2 separate regions of the Sus scrofa genome follow, and region 1 is linked to region 2. Evidence: chromatin contacts called from public Hi-C data. All regions are on one chromosome and are shown on one strand. The core of a region is the stretch at or near the end of the contact, and the rest is flanking DNA. Distances in the headings are between cores, read along the strand shown. Region 1 overlaps STAT5A (signal transducer and activator of transcription 5A). Region 2 overlaps ATP6V0A1 (V-type proton ATPase 116 kDa subunit a).

Region 1 (2,700 bases), core at 196-2,695, 190 kb after region 2:
CACCTCAGTGGTAGTCTCATTGCTCACCGCCTCGTTGAGCCATCTCAGGGAATGCATTTCCCCTGTCCCTGTCCCCATCTATAAAACAAGGTGGCTGGGTGCGTGAGCTCTGCCCGTGAAATCCCAGGCGTCATTCATGAAGTGCCTGGGAAGGCTGGGGTCTTACAGCCACATTACACCAGTCCTCGCAGCCACCTGTAAGGCAGGTATTTACTTCACTGTAGAGGAGGAAGCTAGGCTGGGCCGTGCTAGGAAACTTGTTCAGGGCCACGTGGATGGCAGGTGGCATCAGGATTGAAATTCCAGTCTTTGTGACTCTCAGGCCTGTGGTTGTCCCCCTACAGCAGGCCACCCACAACTCCAAAGACAATTAATTCTCTACTCCGGGAACTCCAGAGAGGAGCAGTTGATTCCCTGCTTCCTCCTAAAAACAACCCCCCTCCCCATCCAGAGCTACCCTGTCTCAAGCTCTTCCAACAGCCACACCCGTGCTAAAGGCTTCACCTGCCCTCTCTCCCTTCATCCTGACCCCAATCCCATGTGGTAGGTATATCTTGCCTCCATTTTACAGATGAGGAAACAGCTTCAGAGAGGCACAATAATTTTCCCAAGGTCACACAGCTAATCAGCACCAGAGCAAGGACTCTGCTATGTATAGTTTCAAAATGCTCTCTGCTTGTTATTGGCTGATCTCACCCACCCTGCACCCTGGCCTGGGCTGGGCTGGGGGTACTCAGACCTCGAGGAGCTCCGGACTCCTTGCCCACCAACCCTCCCGGAGCGCAGCCCAGTTCCTCCCACGGAGCCCCAGGAGAACACGACCTACTTCTGTGGGTATATGCTGTAATGAGCCTGGGGGCACACGGCTGGGGAGGGGGCCTGGTCCATGTAGGTGGCATTGCCCCCGGCAGAGTCTGAAGAGGCGCTCACAAACCTGGGGAGGAAGCAGAGCAGAGCCTCAGCGGCCTGGGGCGGGGGCAGGGGGGCAGCTGACTTGGGGAGGGGCTCAGGGCTTCATGACTCTTTCAGGTGCAGAAGGACAGAGTGCCCGCTGAGCCTGGGGTTCCGGCTGCGGGAGCCGGGTCCCTGGGTATGGGGCATGGGGGGGGGGGCCCTGGTGACCACGCCCAGCTCCCTCCCCAGAGCTGGGCCAGGTGTAGGGGGAAGGGAAGAGGAGGGGTGGCAATGGGAGGGAGGAGAGGTGGGGGGAGGCAAGCAGGGGCGGGGTAGGACCAAGGCAGCAGGAGACCAGAGCTGGACCCTGGACACTTACTCAGGGACCACTTGCTTGATCTGTGGCTTCACGTATCCGTCCACTGCTTTAGCTGCCGAGGCCGGAGCTGGGATAAGAACCAAAGTCTCTGGGAGCTCAGGGAGTAGAAACCCAGCCTTGTGGTTTGTCTCCTCCCCACATGGACATGGGGCCTCAGCAGGGATGAGATTTCCCACAGACTGCTGCCCAATAAACACCTGCTGACCCACCAGGCTGAGGGCCATCCAGGCCCCTCCTCCTGCTTCCTTTTCTGGCCACCTGCGTTCTCTCCCCCACCCCCACCCCCACCCAGGAAACCGAATCAACACGAAGGAGCCAGCACAGCCAATGGAAGGGGGACAGGTTAAAGGAGAAAAACCTGTCCATTTTGCCTCCTACACTCAACTTGGGGGCAGGGTCGAGGGTGGAGAGAGGTGAGGGCAGTTGATTAAGACGGGAGTGTTATCTGTGGCTATGCATTATCCCGGCTCCTCCCCCGACGCCGCAGCCTCTAACTCCAAAGGCACAGAAGAGAGAGCCCGCTCAGCATTTGGCTTTGCAGGGAGGAGAGCTGGGTCAGCGCTTTTGCTTTCTCTCCCTTCAACTCTGAGCCCGGCAGTCCCCTCCACGTGCCTGGCCCCATCCCACGGACCCACACCCCCAGGGGAAAGAGCCCCTGGGCTCTTCTTGGGGCGTCCCCGCCGCCCAGCCCCAGGAGTACCCCGGCAGCACGCACCGAGCACAGGAGTGTAGTACTTGGAGAAGACCTCGTCCTTGGGCCGGTCGGGAAACACATAGATGAGATAGCTCAGGTCCCCCAGCCGGTCCGCCAGGGACCGGATGGAGAAATCCCGCGTGGTGAAAGGCTTCAGATTCCACAGGTTACGGTCAGCTGGGAAAAGGCCAAGTTCATTCCCACAACCCACCGCCCTCAGGAGGAGGATTAGAGCTGTGGGGCTGGGGGCAGGCTTGCAGATACATCCGGGCTCTTACTAGCCTGCACTGCCGCCCACCTTTGTGCTTCTCGCTGGGCACAGGGCGAGCAAGTGACCACAGGCGAGCAGATACCAGCAAGGCTGGGCTGGGACGGAAAAGGCAAGCATGACACGGCAGGAAGACCTGCCTGCAGTTCAGGAGTCTCGGGGGCCAGTGATGTTAGGGCCTCCCAAATGGAAAACGACAGAAAAGGAGGGTGCTTCTGAGCAACATTCCACCCATCCCCCAAGCTCAGTTCCTATCTTTCCCAGCCCCTCAAAGATGCAGGCCTGAGGGAGCTTGGGGGACAAGGAAATGGGAGGCGGGGCTTCTGGGGGCTGGAATGTGGACAACACTGGGCACTCACGGGAGTCAAACTTCCAGGCAATGGTGATGCCCCCGATTTCTGAGTCGCTAAAGCGCAGCAGGAAGGTCCCATCGGGCTTGTTGATGAGCAGGTCATGGGCCTGTTG
Region 2 (2,700 bases), core at 56-2,555:
GCCTTGCTCAGTGGGTTAAGGATCCGGCGTTGCCATGAGCTGTGGTGTAGGTTGCAGATGTGGCTCAGATTCCGCGTTGCTGTGGCTCTGGCGTAGGCCAGCAGCTCTGATTAGACCCCTAGCCTGGGAACCTCCATATGCCGAGGGAGTGGCCCTAGAAAAGGCAAAAAGACAAAAAAAAAAAAAAAAAAAAAGAAAGAAAAAAGAAAGAAAAAAGTAGAGGCTATAGGAGTTCCTGTTGTGGCTCAGCAGTTAACGAACCCGAGTAGCATCGATGAGGACATGGATTCGATCCCTGGCTTCACTCTGTGGGTTGAGATCCTGCATTGCTGTGGCTGGGTGTAGGCCAGTGGCTACAGCTCTGATTCGACCCCTAGCCTGGGAACCTCCATGTGCTGCGGGTACGGCCCTAAAGAGGCAAAAAGACAAAAAGACAAAAAAAAAAAAAAAAAAAAAAGTAGAGGTTATCATTTTCTATGGCAAATCTGACTCCTGCAGGCTGAGGGAGTGAGAACACATGCAGACAGGGGCTCCGAGGGGCTGGGGCTCTAGGATGACCACCCATGCTCCTGCTGGTGAGACCCCAGAGAACCCAGAGCAGGCAAGCAAGGGGACTGCAGGGCTCCCGCTGCAGCCAGCATGCCCCCCACCTTTTGAGTCAGTAACAGAGCAGAGGCTAAAAGAGCTCATTTACCTGAATGTTCACTTTTAACTTTTGTCTTTTTAGGGCCACACCCTTGTTATTATAGAAGTTCCCAGACTAGGGGTCGAACTGGAGCTGCAGCTGCTGGCCTACACCACAGCCAAGCAACGAGGGATCCAAGCTGAATCTTCGACCCACACCACAGCTCACAGCAATGCCGGATCCTTGACCCACTGAGCAAGGCTGGAGATCGAACATTCATCCTCATGGATACCAGTCGGGTCCACTAACCACCCAGCCACGACAGGAACTCCATGAACTTTTTTTTTTTTGGCCTTGCCTACACGATATGGAAGTTCCACCACCAAGGGCTGAATCTGTGCCACCGCAGCGACCTGGGTTGCTGCAGTGACAACGCCAGATACTTTAAAAGCACTGTACAGGGGAATTCCTAAACTTCTCATTTGAGGAGTGAGTGCTGGCTGCCGCCCACAGGCCTATTCTGGGGCAGGTGGCCTGGCAGGGAGGAGGCTGTGAGAAGCATGGAATGAACAGGGTGTCCCTGGCCCTCCTGGAGCAGCCGCTGTCAGCCTGCTTCACATTCCGGTGCAGCCCCTGCCCTGGAGGGAGGAATGGAGGGGGAGGGCCGAGAAAGAATGTGGACACCTTACATGGCAGTGAGGAGGGAGAAGGCACCCGCTAGGCCAGCCCACCTGCCTGGACAGCCCATTGGCTCTCAGGCTGCCTGCCTCAGCATCTCGAATCCTCCAGCTGCCCTGAGGAACCAACCCCACGCTGAGCCTCCACTTACACCAAGGCCAAAGGCACCAGGGCTCAAAATAGCCAGGCTGCTGAGCCCTGGAGAGCACACTTGCAGAAGAGGGAGAGGAGGGTGGGCAGATTCCCAGATGCCCCCCTCCCCCGCAGTCGTCCGCCAGGGGTTTTTGCGTGTGAGGCACTGGCAGGGAGACGGGTCCCCCAGTCCCCTCCCCACCAAGGGTAGTGTATGCAAACTGCTTTGGCTCAGGGAGTGGAGAGGCGCCTGGGAAACTTGAGATAAGGTGAGAATTTCACAAACTAACTGCCTGGCCAGGGCCACCGCAGCTGTGGCCTTTGATCAGGGAAAAAAGCAGAAATGCTGGCATTAAGATACTAGGTGGGCTCAAGAGGGCTGAGCCCTGAGCGACATGGGGGCTCTGGGCATGCAGACAGGCAGCCTCCCTGATAGAGTCAAACACACTTTATTCAGCACAGGAATGTCTGAACAGAAGGGCCTTGGGCAGGATTCCGGACAAAGAACCCTGCTTCAAACCCTGCTGTAAACAGAGCAAAGATCATGTAAACCACAGGGGCCAGACAGGAGGGGGCTCTGCACAAGGGCTGGGTCAGGTCACACTGGCTGGCGCGCGGTGAGGCCGGGGTGGGCGGCCCAGCCTGGGAGAGTCCAGTGAGCAGCTCTGAGCCGCTCCCTCAGACAAGCAGGGGGCGGGGTGGGATGGTCAGGGCCGACCAATTTAGGGGCTTCTCTCAACTATTGAAGGAGTGGGGCTCAATTTAGCTGAAGCAGCCAGTGCTGCACCAACACATGATCGAAAGGCCCCAAGATCCACATCCTGGTGTGGGGGTGACAGGGAGGTGGCCTCCTGGGGGTGCTCCCCACCAGCCCGCAGGGCAGGGCCACGCAGCTTTCACAGCCACACACACTGGCAGCCCTGCTAGCTGCTTCCACTCAGCAAACAGTAAATGATACGGACCTTCCTGGCCCAGGACCCACTCACCTGACTTGGGGTCGGGGGTGGGTGGGGGAGTGAGAGCGCTGGAGGGCAGACTCCCCCACCGGATGACTAGAGTGCTGCACTCAAGACTCATGATTAGGGGTGGGGAAAGGTCTCCAGGTCTGCACCAGGAAAGAGCATCAACTTGAACCCTCTGCCTAGAGTATGCTTGCGGTCGGGCTCAGGCCTGGCCCGAGACACAGCCAACCAAACAGGCCAGCCAGGACCTCTGTTCCGGGCCACTCCCAGCTGCGTATGCTGTGCCCAGTGCTAAATGGGGGT

Evidence for each region. Hi-C and Micro-C count contacts between places; a contact is called where the count stands out from the background.
Region 1: a Hi-C map of omental adipose tissue shows a contact between it and region 2, with 2.0 times the contacts expected there. The contact joins two enhancer-like sites. A contact is called at or near these places in 3 of 5 promoter capture datasets (fetal liver, fetal skeletal muscle and liver), 21 of 47 Hi-C or Micro-C datasets (alveolar macrophages, blood, brain and 13 more) and 2 of 2 datasets of contacts at active chromatin or transcription factors (alveolar macrophages and skeletal muscle).

The regions. Positions count from the first base shown.
Region 1 is chr12:20,475,791-20,478,490 of Sscrofa11.1, forward strand. It overlaps STAT5A (signal transducer and activator of transcription 5A), which reads right to left. Exons shown (of 19, transcript NM_214290.1): 15 at 2,595-2,700; 16 at 1,989-2,144; 17 at 1,274-1,340; 18 at 827-934. Among named protein-coding and RNA genes, the nearest start is that of STAT5A, 22 kb to the right of the region's middle. Within about 2 kb of position 1,446, at least 11 of the 83 cell types and tissues checked have an H3K27ac peak or open chromatin away from gene starts, as enhancers often do. A contact at or near this core is called in epiblast stem cells, fetal liver, omental adipose tissue and 1 more, where this site is marked.
Region 2 is chr12:20,286,541-20,289,240 of Sscrofa11.1, forward strand. It overlaps ATP6V0A1 (V-type proton ATPase 116 kDa subunit a), which reads right to left. Exons shown (of 22, transcript XM_013980945.2): 22 at 1,869-2,700. Among named protein-coding and RNA genes, the nearest start is that of HSD17B1, 17 kb to the left of the region's middle. Within about 2 kb of position 1,306, at least 36 of the 83 cell types and tissues checked have an H3K27ac peak or open chromatin away from gene starts, as enhancers often do. A contact at or near this core is called in epiblast stem cells, fetal liver, omental adipose tissue and 1 more, where this site is marked.